2 separate regions of the Mus musculus genome follow, and region 2 is linked to region 1. Evidence: chromatin contacts called from public targeted proximity ligation data. All regions are on one chromosome and are shown on one strand. The core of a region is the stretch at or near the end of the contact, and the rest is flanking DNA. Distances in the headings are between cores, read along the strand shown.

What was found.
Region 2: a contact with region 1 is called in a targeted proximity ligation map of memory CD8 T cells, with 8 read pairs. A contact is called at or near these places in 22 of 39 promoter capture datasets (the 3T3-L1 cell line, 3T3-L1-derived adipocytes, the C10 cell line and 14 more), 2 of 484 Hi-C or Micro-C datasets (both in the G1E-ER4 cell line), 1 of 130 datasets of targeted methods (memory CD8 T cells) and 3 of 9 other capture datasets (liver, macrophages and pancreatic islet).

The regions. Positions count from the first base shown.
Region 1 is chr19:34,638,242-34,644,704 of GRCm38.p6, reverse strand. Ifit1 (interferon-induced protein with tetratricopeptide repeats 1) reads right to left here and starts at 3,816. Exons shown (of 2, transcript NM_008331.3): 1 at 3,718-3,816. The coding sequence starts at 3,722. It also overlaps a transcript of Ifit1bl1 not described here and a transcript of Ifit1bl2 not described here.
Region 2 is chr19:34,918,826-34,925,288 of GRCm38.p6, reverse strand. It overlaps Kif20b (kinesin family member 20B), which reads right to left and starts at 2,931. Exons shown (of 32, transcript NM_001362434.1): 1 at 2,856-2,931; 2 at 517-664. The coding sequence starts at 663.

The DNA of each region.
Region 1 (6,463 bases), core at 2,567-5,066:
GAAAGTCCAACTCTTTTGAAAACCTCACCAATAAGCATGCCCAAATGTGAGCGGAAAAAGATTGACACCAGACTTAACTATACAAAGAGAACAACGAGCAGCCAAGCAAAGACTGGAGAGGAAGACTCCCCCAGGAAAGAGACCAGCCATCGGTTGTCCAACACCAAAGGTTGAGGAAAGAGACCACCCATAGGTTGTCCAACACCAAATGGTGATTCCTGATAGCATATGCACAATTAATATTATAAGGACTTAACAGGTTATAATTAGAAATTTATGTATATGTACATGTGTGTTTGTGTGTGTGTGTGTGTGTGTGTGTGTGTGTGTGTGTGTGTGTGTGTGTGTGTATGAGGTACTTATGCCAAGGCATGCATACAGAGGTCAGAGGACAGCACAACATTAGGCACTGGTCTTCACCTTGTTCATTTGAGGTTGAAAGCCAAGTGCTTTCTCCCTCCTCTCAGTAGTAGCACTAGGATTCAACCCTGGCCCTTATGGTTGTTTGGTGAGCCCTTTACTCACAGAGTCATCGGCCCAGCACCATTTTAAATCTTCAAGGGAAGCAGTTGTGAGGCTCCCCTGACCCCTTGACATGGTATTTCAGAGCTTATGGAGTGTGTTGGGAGATTGGGGACCACAGAAAGAGCATCAGTGGCCATGAATTCTGGAAGTTTGCAGAAAAACACTATCAGTCCTTCCTTCCCTAGGCTTCAAGTAATGGAAGGAAGATGCCCAAAATGTCCTTGATGTGCCAACCTGGAGAAGAGACAGGGAGCATTATTCTTGGCATCGAAGGGTTCCTGAGTGTGGAGAGCTCTTGGTGCCACTTTCTAGGAATTTGACATTGGGCTAGAACAAGGAAATAGGCTCAAGATGGATACAGCTGAGGAAAGTGTTCTTTGTATATTGATGGGTCTTGTTAAGACCCTGAATAAGGTAATCATGGGACCTTTGTCTATGCTTTGTTTGTTCCTTATCTACTCTGTTTATGCTTTGTTTGTTCCTTGACTACTTTGTTTATGCCTTAGGACTGACCATATTCTTTGCATGTCTCTAGAATGGTAAGAAAGCAGACTGGAGAAAAATAAACACACATCAGCTTTAGAACTGGCTGGAGTCAAGTTATAGTGTGTCTAATTGTTTTTTCTTTCTTCAATATTCATTCCCTCCCTCCAGACCCTGTTGACTGAATGAGCTGGCTTGGTCAGCTGAGCCTGTGGCCCAGTGCTCCTTGGGCTTGTGTCCCTCAATTTACTAGTCCATTCCCATTTCCAGAATACTTTTTCTTTTCTAAGGAAATGTTTCTTTTCTCATCATTTGTGTCTGGTCCAATTCACTGATGCTGGACAAAAATATGTGGGTATTTCAACAGTGCCCCTGGAAAAGTTTGACAGTTATTCCTGGACTCTGGACTCTATCTATATAAACGTTTGATAAGCCAAGCTAGATAGAGACAAAAGGGTAAGAAGTTTCTGATCTTTCTCTCTCTGTCTATGTCTATCTGTCTATGTATATCTGTCTGTCTGTCTGTCTGTCTCTCTCTCTCTCTTTCTGTGTGTGTGTGTGTGTGTCCCTCCCTCTCTGTTTTATCTTCTCTCTCTGACTGTCAGTTGGGAGCACATAGGTCCTTGCCTCCTATAAACAGATAAACAGATAAACACTAATAACCTTGTATTTTGTGTTCTCTGTAGAGCCAGAACACATTAACCTCATACAGCAGGACCAGAGATGGCTAATAGCATAGGTAACCTTTGCTTTATTTGTATGGTCCGAGGCTCCCCCAAGCTCACACAACCAGGGATGGAAATGGTAATAGTCCAAATGACCTCCGTACTATCTGTATGACTTACACCATACCAGATTTTTCCCTGGGCCCTTCAGCTAACGTATGAAGCCTATCTCTGGAATTAATCCTCTTGAGAGAAGTCACATGTACTTTGAATTGAGTTTCAGTGTAATTATACCTCATGATACCTCCGTGTACACAGAGGATTGTATTACACCAGGAAACATTTTGCTATATTTTATTGTGCTGAAATATATTTACAACAAACAGTGCCAGGTTAGATTCTAGAAGTTTGAACCGACATTGGCTAAATTATATTCAACCAGATTTCCTTCTTACTTCATAGAGACCATTGCTCTGTTGGCCACAGCATTCTCAGAGACCCCATCATCTGTCTTTCCCTATTTCTGTGTCTGTGTCTGTGTCTGTGTCTGTCTCTCTCTCTCTCACTCTCTCTCTCATAACCAAATTCATAGTTACTCCTTCTTTTCCAGAGCACTTTAAGATGCTGGACAAGCTTCTGTAGGAATAGATTAATCCTGACCCAGGGGCATCAGATTCAATCTGGCTTTACTTTGCTTTCCCTGGCTACAGCATCCCACAGTTGGAATTAGAGATTGTACCTGCACCTTATGGGAAATAAAGATTTTGTCAGGACAGCTCAGAGGACTCTGAAAACTGGACAGCAGTAGCCCAGGAAGGTCTGCCTTGACTGGGAGGCTCACAAGGATCCTTCTGGGCTCTCTGTCTTGAGGTGGAGGTACATGCACCTATGCATAGCATCTGCTCTACCTTACCAAACTTCTTCTTACCTTCTGGACCAATTGACTTCAGAAGGGCAATAGGAGTAGGGGGCCCACAGGCTCAAGGGATCAGAGGTGACCTGATTCCCTAGGTCTCAGAGGTAGGCAGGAGAGCCTTTTTTCTTGTTAGTTATATGCTCTATTCCTCTGAACAGTTGCAAAACACAGATGTTCCATATCTCCATACTCAGGCTCAGGGTGTGATGTAGTGCCCCATGCACCATCTATTAAATCTGGAACCACTGGTTGGTGGTACTGTATCAATCACATTATCTTCCTGGTGATGTGTGGGGCCCTTGACTCAGGTATAGAACTTTTACCCACCATACCCTAAGCCTCAGTTGTGTGCCCACCGAGTCTCTGGGTCTCTACTTGCTCTACCTTATCAAACTTCCTGACATGGCTTTATATAACATATATTCATATATATTTATTCATATATATTTAGTTTCTTGGCCAAAAGGTTTTAATACCTCTTGTCAGAGAGAATAGAATTGACACATTTTTGTTTCTTAATCCTGGGGGGGGGGGGGGCGCGGGGAGGGAGGGAGGGAGAGAGGGAGGGAGGGAGAGAGAGAGAGAGAGAGAGAGGTGTTGCCCTGGCTATTTGTTTAGCCAGCCAGGGATGGGAATGAATGCGCCTGGAACAGAAAGCTTGAACAGCATTTCAAGAGGTCCATTGAGGGATAGGCTGGAAGATTCTGAGGACATGCTGGAACATTCTAAGGACTATGTCCTCAGAAGATCAGAAGGAGCATACTCTAACCTGCTGCTCACTTTTGGAGCACCAAGTGGGCACTGGTGGTCCTTTATTCCATTCCAGAGGGCCTGTTTGGTAATCATCTTTGTTTGTGAGCCGAGCATGCACTAAATTCTCTCCCAGGTACGTCCTACTACATGCTGTGAGACAGCCTTAAAAATCAAAACAAGCTTCCAGTCACACATCCAGCACCAGGCACACAGCTTAGTGGGGGCATTAAGCAAACTCCCTGGACCCTCAGGACAATTAGCATCCTTGTTCCCCATCAGCAGTAGAAAGAGAAGCTAGAGGCACACTCAGAAACAGCCACTAGCAAACGTCTGTGTCCTGGGTTCCCTCAGAGTGGAGAACAGGGAAATCCTTACCCCATGGTTGCTGTAAAGGTGGTAGCTGTTCTCTGGGTTTTCAGCAGAGCAGAACTCCTCAGAAACCTGCCTTGACTCTCTGCTCTCTTGCAGACTGTCACACCAACTGGAAGCTCAGGTTTTTTTTAAAGGGCTGGGTGAGCTAGGGGGTGTGCTCTTTTCAGTCAGCAGTGAGAAACTGAAACTGAGACTGGAAAGTGAAACTGAAGCCTGCAGTTTATCCAGGGAGACGCACTGTGGGGCACTGTGGGGTTTGCCCTACTGCATTCTCCACTGAAATCGATGAGGAGAAGGCTCTGAAACGGATACAGACATGTCGGATCCAGACTGCTGTCCAGAGAGAGAGAGTGAGACATCCCTGCCACCCAGAGACTCTTATCTGTTAGGTAGGGGCTGATGGAGGTGATACAGATAAAATGGAAAGCAGACTGGCATCTTCAGAAGCAGTGTTGTTCTTTCTTCCAAGCAACTGAAGGTCTGCAGTTCCTCCTTGGAAGTGAGACTTTCCCATGTGGCACTAGGGGGTCTTAGGATGGCAAAGGGAAAGTTTGGGACTGGAAGAGTGAGTTCTCATGCATTGTGGAAGTGGAAGAAGATACTAGCTGGTTTGTTGTGTGTCTATCCTTAGCATCTTCCACAGATGTCATTATTCACCTGCATTGACTGGTCCATAGCTTCCCAGCCTATCCGAAGCCTTAGGAATACAGTCTTTATAAACCAGGACAGTTTCCCATTGCCCAGAGAGCTGTAGAGCCATGCTTTGTGTTAACTTCTCCTGAGGTGACTCTAAAGGGTTCTTTCCACCAATCATAGTCATGTTAACAAGAACCAAACATGGAATCCCTAAAGGGTGATGGTTATTCAGAGCCTTGATGCTATCCCACTAATAGCAAGGCTACTAGATGGGTCAGTGGTTAAGAGCACTCACTGCTCTTCTAGAGGTCTTGAGTTCAGTTCCCAGCAACCACATGGTGGCTCACAAGTATCTGTAATAGGATTAAATGCCCTCTTCTGGTGTGTCTGAAGACAACTACAGTGTGTTCATACACGTAAAATAAATACCATTTTAAGGGCTAATAGCAATCTAGGGAACTACAGACAGTGGGGCTCACACTGTTTCAGGTTGAGGTCAAATACTTTAGTCTGTTGTCTTGGTTAACCTGTAATCTCAGCCTTTATTGCTGTCTAGTTCCTTATCCTGACCTTTGATGTCTAGGTCCTCAAATTCAGCTCATCCTTCTCACCTCCATATATTAAAAATATTGAAAGAAGTTAAACATCTAATCCCATCTCCTTGATATAGTGCTAGCCTCTCCTGAGAGTTATCTTTGACCAGGTAGGTACAGCCCTAACCCCCCCCCCCCATCAGCTGACACCAAGACAGGAGTTGGCCCTCTGGTCACTTTCTCCAGTAAAGTTTAATTTTAGAGAACCTAGAGTTATGTGTCAGTCAGATAACTAGGTATATGTTAGAGAGTTAAAGTGTTTGCTATCAAGCCTGACTCCTGGGTTCAGTCCCCTGACTCCGTGCTGGCAGAGAAGAACTAAATCTAGAGTGTTCTAACATGACTTCACACGAATGTCATAACACCACCCCCACAGACACACTAACAAAAACACAGTTACACACATACACACTCACCCATACACATACCGGCTACACACTTCACTGAAATATAATATTAAAACACTTAAAAATGGACAGGGTTGAAAGGATTGTGTTAATAAGGCTCTTAACTCAAAATTGCCTTTTTCTCTTTTGTTTTTCATTTTTTCTTTCTTTTTGTTTGTTTGTTTGCTTGTTTGTTTGTTTTACATTCTGACTGCTGCCCAGTTCCACCATCACACCCTCCATGGCTATTCCTTCTTCCCTGTCTCCTCTGACAAGGGAAGGCCCCTATGTCCCATGGGTACTACCACCCACCCCCACCCCCAGCCCATCAAGTTGCAGCAGGACTCAGAGCTTCCTCTCCCACAGAGGCCAGACAAGGCAGCCCAGCTAGCAAAAAGAGACTGAAAGGGAGTAACAAAGGTAGAGACAGCCCTCGCTCCAACTTTTAGGGGACCCACATGAAGATCATGTGGCACATCTGCTACAAATGTGTATGGGGCCTAGGTCCAGCCCCTGCATGCTCATTGGTTGGTGGTTCTGTCTCTGTGAGCTCCCATGGACCCAGGTTAGTTGACCGTCTTCTTCTTCTTCTTCTTCTTCTTCTTCTTCTTCTTCTTCTTCTTCTTCTTCTTCTTCTTCTTCTTCTTCTTCCTTCTCCTTCTCCTTCTCCTTCTCCTTCTCCTTCTCCTTCTCCTTCTCCTTCTCCTTCTCCTTCTCCTTCTCCTTCTCCTTCTCCTTCTCCTTCTCCTTCTCCTTCTCCTTCTCCTTCTCCTTCTCCTTCTCCTTCTCCTTCTCCTTCTCCTTCTCCTTCTCCTTCTCCTTCTCCTTCTCCTCCTCCTCCTCCTCCTCCTCCTCCTCCTCCTCCTCCTCCTCCTCCTCCTCCTCCTCCTTCTCCTCCTTCACCTCCTCCTCCTCCTTCTTCTTTCCTTTTGGTCTTCTTGTGATAACCTTGATCCCTCCAGCTTGCTCAATCCTTCCCTCACTCTTCCACAGGACTCCCCAAAATCCACCTGATGTTTGGCTGTGTTCTCTGCATCAGTTTCTCTCAGCTGCTGGATGAAGCCTCTCAGGAGACAGTTCTGCTAGGTTCCTGTGTGAAAACATAACAGAGTATCATTAATAGTGTCAGGGATT
Region 2 (6,463 bases), core at 1,682-4,181, 280 kb before region 1:
AAAGCCCAGGGCGCCAGGGATGCCGAGACTGAAGGGGAGGATGAGGGAGAGCTACAAAGAGAGACCCTGCCTCAGAAATGAAAATAAACTTTCTCCTAACTGGATAAAAGTCACAGAGAGGTAGAGTTTGGGATTAGGTGAGTGTTCCAGTGGCTTCTTTAAACCAGCTGTGTGATATTCTATTTCTAAATTAATTAAAATAAGGTGATTCTAGCCAGACAGTAGTGGTGCACGCCTTTAATCCCAGCACTCGGGAGGCAGAGGCAGGTGGATTTCTGAGTTCGAGGCCAGCCTGGTCTACAAAGTGCCAGGACAGCCAGGGCTACACAGAGAAACCCTGTCTTGAAAAAACAAACAAACAAACAAACAAAAATAATCTACCAGATGCACAATACCAGAAAGAAAAGGCCACCTCTCTCCTAATTTTTCAAAGAAGCGGATTTAACAATCTAAAGTACCTAGCACCGTGATTCCTTGGCGCACAATAATCAAGTGTTTTTCTTACGTTGTACTTACCGCAGGGTTTGAGGCGACTAAGGAAAACTCATGAGAGAGATCAAGCTTAACACCATCAAAATTGATTTCCAAAGGCCTTGCAATTGGGTCAGCACTAAAAACGTAAGACGGTCTAGGCACTCCATCTGGATTCAAGTGAGATTCCATCCTGCGAGAAGAAAAGCAACCTCTGTAAGCAGCCTTAATAAATCAGCACGCAAGCCGCCTACAATGTTAAGTCTACTTGGAACTCCTGGGAACTTGGATGCAGTTGAGCTGACAGACTACCATGCACAACACTCTGGGTTCCATCCCAGGCATACACGGGGTATGATGGCATGGCTCTCTATACTCCCAACACGTAGGGAGGTTGACCTGGAAAATCACCAAGTTCCAGGTCATCTTAGCTACATAGGGTGTCCAAGAACAATCTAAGCCAAAGACCTTGTCTCAAAGGAAAACAAAATAAACAAAAGTAAGCTCGATAGGACAGCATGAGCTCAGACCACCCACCCCGTCTGCAAAAAGTAGGTAAATCTGTGAGTTTGAAGATAGCCCGATCCATATAGTGAGGGCCTGTCTCAAATTAACCAATTAATTAACATAAAAAATAATTTGTGTGATCCAATTTTATTAAGATTTATTTTTTTCATTTTATGTATATGAGTACACTGTTGCTGTCTTCAAACACACCAGAAGAGGGCATGAGATCACATTACAGAAGGTTGCTGGGAATTGAACTCAGGACCTCTGAAAGAGTACTCAGTGCTCTTAACCACTGAGCCATCTCTCCAGCCCATAATCCAATTTTTTAGGTAGATTTACCCAAAGACATGTCATGAACAATGCAATTAGCAAAAGAAAAAAATATGAACTGTTCACTTGGCCTGATACCCTCCTCTCACATGTCAAACAGCAGAGACAGCAGGGATGACTTAAGATCTTCTGCTAGTCTCGTTACTTAGTATCTCCCAGAAAATTGTTGCAAACCAAATTTTAACATTTAGGACTAAAACTCGGTTATTTGCAAAATAAATTCCTATTTATTTTCCGATTATAAGTAAAAAAGTGAAATAATGCATATAAACTTTACATTTAAAATAAGAGAATTGGGTCCTAGCCCAGTAGGATGCAACTCTGGGTACCTGAGGTACCACAGCCAGAATCTCCAATAATAATGATGATGACGACAATGAAAATCACTAACTGACACATCACAAGGTTGAATGTGAATATGGAATAATGCCATCACTGAACTATTAAATCTGAATTGCACATCAAATCCCTATAGGATAAACCTAACCCTCCACCCCCCAAAAAATTAACATTTAAAATTTTCTAAGGGGGCTGGTGAGATGGCTCAGCGGTTGAGAGCACCGACTGCTCCTCCAAAGGTCCTGAGTTCAAATCCCAGCAACCACATGGTGGCTCACAACCATCTGTCACAAAAATCTGATGCCCTCTTCTGGAGTATTTGAAGACAGCTACAGTGTACACACATATAATAAATAAATAAATCTTTAAAAAAATTTTTTTCTAAGAATCTATCACGCCGGGCAGTAGTGGCTCACGCCTTTAATCCTAGCATTTGAGAGGCAGAGGCAGGCGGATTTCAGAGTTCGAGGCCAGCCTGGTCTACAGAGTGAGTTCCTGGACAGCCAGGGCTACACAGAGAAACCCTGTCTCGAAAAATAAAAAGAAAGAAAGAAAGCAAGCATCTACCAGATGCACAATACCAGAGAGAAAAGGTCGCCTCTCTCCTAATTTTTCAAAGAAACAGATTTAACAGTCTAAAGCACCTAGCACCGGGATTCCCTATTTAAGTAGAAAGACAATCATCTAAATTTGTTTACTCTTCACGACAGGCTCAAAATACAGACCAACGGAAGTAGTACTGGACTAAAACTGACTCACTTCAATTTCCTTTATATACACATAAAACCCAAATATGCTTCTTTTCTAGCCACAAAGTAATGTGACATTTTTTTTTAAAAAAAGCCCCCACTGGACTCAACCTAGAAAGAGATCTTGTCACGTGACAAAACAACTGCTCACCTCCCGAATTCAGGCAACCAGACGTGGCAAATCTTTTTGTGTCTAATAAAACTAGTGTCTGTGAATCTAAAGTGTACCTCCTTTACCGGACCAGGAAACCGAGGCCTAGACAGACCGAAGTCTTCCGCCTCAAGGCTTAACTCGCTTAACTCCCTGAAGCTCAGCCCCACCTTCAGCAGCCCCGCACCTAGACTACGGGCATCACGAGCCCCGACAACGCTGACACGGCCGAGGCGTCGCAGCTTCGTGCCCTCTGTGCAAGCAGCCACCCTCGGAGCCCCCAAAATCGTCAGCTCCTCACTTACTGCAATCGCTGGTCCCTGCACGCCTCCCCACCTGCAGAATTCCACTTCCTCCCGGTTTTCAAATTCAAACAATGGCGGCTCGGCGCCGCGCTGAACCCTGGGAGTGGGCGGGGCTTCCGGCGAGCCCTGGGGGCTGGACCCGCTCGCGGCCGAGTTTCGCCCCCGCCTCCGGAAAAGGCTTTCAAGTCTGGGGGGCGGGACTCGGTGCTCCGGGCGACCGATGGGGCAGTAGCAACGCTCGTGGGCTACCTAGCTGGGAGTTTCTCGGGGCCATATTAGGTTTGACCCTAACGATACCTGTTCGGTACTCAGGTCTCAGGTTCCGTCCTAGACCCGCATGATGACGAGCCTTGCTGAGGCCGCTGTCTCCGCACTGCCTCCCGCGATGCCCCCAGGAGCGGAGGAATGGCAAACTATTCCTCCTATTACACCTCAGAGTCCTGTCATTCCCCGGGGCAGAAAGGACTTGCGACCTGGGACCAAGTTAACTCCCCTCTTTAAGTGATTCTTCTTGTCGATGACGGCCCTCTTGGATGAAACACGTTTTCCTCAAAATACATTTTAGGAGCATATCCTTCATCTTTTTATACCCCCTTTTTGATGTTTCTGAAAGCATAAATCAGCTACCGCTGAGAGGCACTGTGCAGTGCCCCAAAATGTAAGTGCCCATGTGTCCTTCTCCGCTTCCCTAAAGTAACCCTCTGAGTGCAGGGCTAATTTACTAATACATTCATATGACGAGAATTTACTATTGAGGCTAGACTTTCACTTTGAATAAAAATAATGCTAACGTAAATTGAGCATTTACCTTATGCTTCCGCTGGCACTACCTTTATAAAATGGATTGTCTGACTGGTGCTAAGAACCCTTTAAAGTAGGTATTGCTACCGTCCCATTTAATACATTCTAAATAAGTAATGGGCACAAACGTAAATGGAGGGTTGGAGAGATGGCTTAGTGGTTAAGAACACTGACCTCTTCCAGAGGTCCTGAGTTCAATTCCCAGCAAACCACATGGTGGTTAACAACCATCTGTAAAGTGATCCAACGCCCTCTTCTGGTGTGTCTGAGGACAGCAACAGTGTACTCATATAAATCTTTTAAAAAACAAAAAAGCCGGATAGTGGCACATGCCTTTAATCCCAGCACTTGGGAGGCAGTGGCAGGCGGATTTCTGAGTTCGAGGCCAGCCTGGTCTACAGAGTGAGTTCCAGGACAGTCAGGACTACACAGAGAAACCCTGTCTCGGGGGGGGGGGGGGAAGAAAAGTAAATGGAACCGGGATTTAAAATCAGTTGAAGAAGTTTTGTTACCTTAGCTTTTCTGTGATCATATTTTCAGCTATTGCACTTAATTAGAAGGATTTTTGGAACACTAGCTTGACAACCTTAGTGTTTTTCGATCTTGATACAGAATTTATATCTCCTACCACTACCCTGCCTCTGACTTCTTTCATACACACACACACTTCTCCCCCAAACAAAATAATCAAATTTGAGAAGAACTAGTTTGGATAAGATAGTAGATAAGATAAGTAGATTTGAATAGATAAGTAGATACAAGGCCAGAAGGAAAAATGAAGAAAGAAATGTAAATATGAAAGAAAAGAATAAAATAGAGACCTTCCCAGGCTGGAATTTATGTTTTGTTTTTAAACAAAATTTCTATGTAGGCCAGGCTGCCTTGGCCTCTTTCCAATGCTGAAACTATAGGAGTGTACTAGCATACTTCCCTAGCTGGACGTCAGATTCTAATGGGCTTTGTCAATTTTCATTGCTCCTTCAGATAAGTCTAACCCCCTGGATCCGATTTTTCTACCACACCTCACAGTGTCATGTTGCTTTTGCTAGTTACCAACAATTCTTAGCCCTCCGTGGGGCACTTGTATGTGTTGGTTTTGCAAACATTCGTTGGAAATTTGCAGTGCACTGTTTTTGAGGGTGGTAGAGACAGTAGGTGAGAAGAGTGAGCACAAAGACTCTTAAGGACAAATTCTAATAGGGCAACAGCCATGTCAGAAAACATTTACAGAATTACAACTACATCAGGTGCTTTAAAAGAAACTGTCTTAGAATGTGATGGGGAAACCAGAGCAAATGTTTGATCTGTATCATCAAGGATTGTTAGGAATTAACTAGTTAAGTAATATGAACATCCCAAGCCTAGGACACATGATACCAGGCACGAGGGGCGGGGAGAAAACAAAATCCAACAGATCTCCTGTTATTTGGTTCTAACTCCCAGTGGCATTTCCAGGTTAACTATAAATGTTTTACACTTGAAACATTCTTCCCGGGCTACAGGGTTAAGCATGCCCAGTATAGTTTAGTATAGCATGCCCTTTATAGTTCGCATTTCATTGGCCAGTCTCCTTTCTCTTTTACTCAAGCTCTAAAGTAAAGGAACAATGAGTACTGAGACCTCTACTCTCTCCTGTCTAGCTTCTACATGACAAGTTAACCAACTCTTATAATCAACATCTTTATTCGTCTTTACCAGAGAATAATTCTTTCTTCTCAGATCTCACATCAGAGACCTAACTACACGGAAATATTCGATTACCCGCTGTGGTAGTATGAATATGCTTGGCCCAAGGAGTGGCACTATCAGGAAGTGTGACCTTATTGGGAAAAGTGTGTCACTATGGGAGTGTGATTTGAGATCTCTTAGCTGCCCATGAGGCTTCTTTTCAATGGAGATGTAGAACTCTTGGCTCCTCCAACACCATGTCTGCCTGCACACTGCCATGCTTCCATGATAATGGACTGAACCCTTGAAAGTGTAAGCCAGCCCCCAATTAACTGTTGTCCTTTATAAGAGTTGTCTTGGTCATGGTGTCTCTTCACACTAATAGAACTAAGACACCCACTTAATGAAGTGTGACAGATTCGTCTAACACAATATGTTCAGGATGGGATGCTGGGTTTTTCACTGTGGAATCCCAATCCTTCTTCTCCTTAATTTCTTCCATAGTCATTGAATCCTTTCCCTCAGCACTCACTTAGTACATCAACATTTGTACTTTGTGGTATGTCGTTTTGCTTTGTTTTTTTGAGAGAAGATCTCATTTTGCAATGCATACTAGCCTGGACACAAACAGTCTTTCTGCCTCATCCTCCCCACTGCTGAGATAACAGGTAGGAGACAGGAAGACTGGCCACTTGGGAACTGTTTGTAATGTTAAGATTTTTTTTTTTCCTTTTATGCATGTGAGTGTTTGTCTGCTTGTATCTGGGTGTACCACTTGCATGCATGGTGCCAATGGAGGCCAAAAGAGGGCCCCTAATCACCTGGAACTGGAGTTACAGGCAGTAGTGAGACCTGACATGAGTGCTGAGACCCAAGCCCGCATACCTTGCAAAAGCAGCAAGTGCCCTTTACTGCTGAGCCATTCCCCCAGCCCACCAACTTTTAATTGAAATAAATACTCCTTCCTCTCTGTTTTTTATTTTTATTTTATTATGTATATTGTGTCTATGAGTACACATGAATACTGGTACTCACAGAGGCCAAAGGCTGTCATCCACTGAAGCTGGACTTACAGTTGTGAGCTGCCTCATGTGAATGCTGGGAATTGAACTCAGATCTACTAGGAGAGCAGTACAACT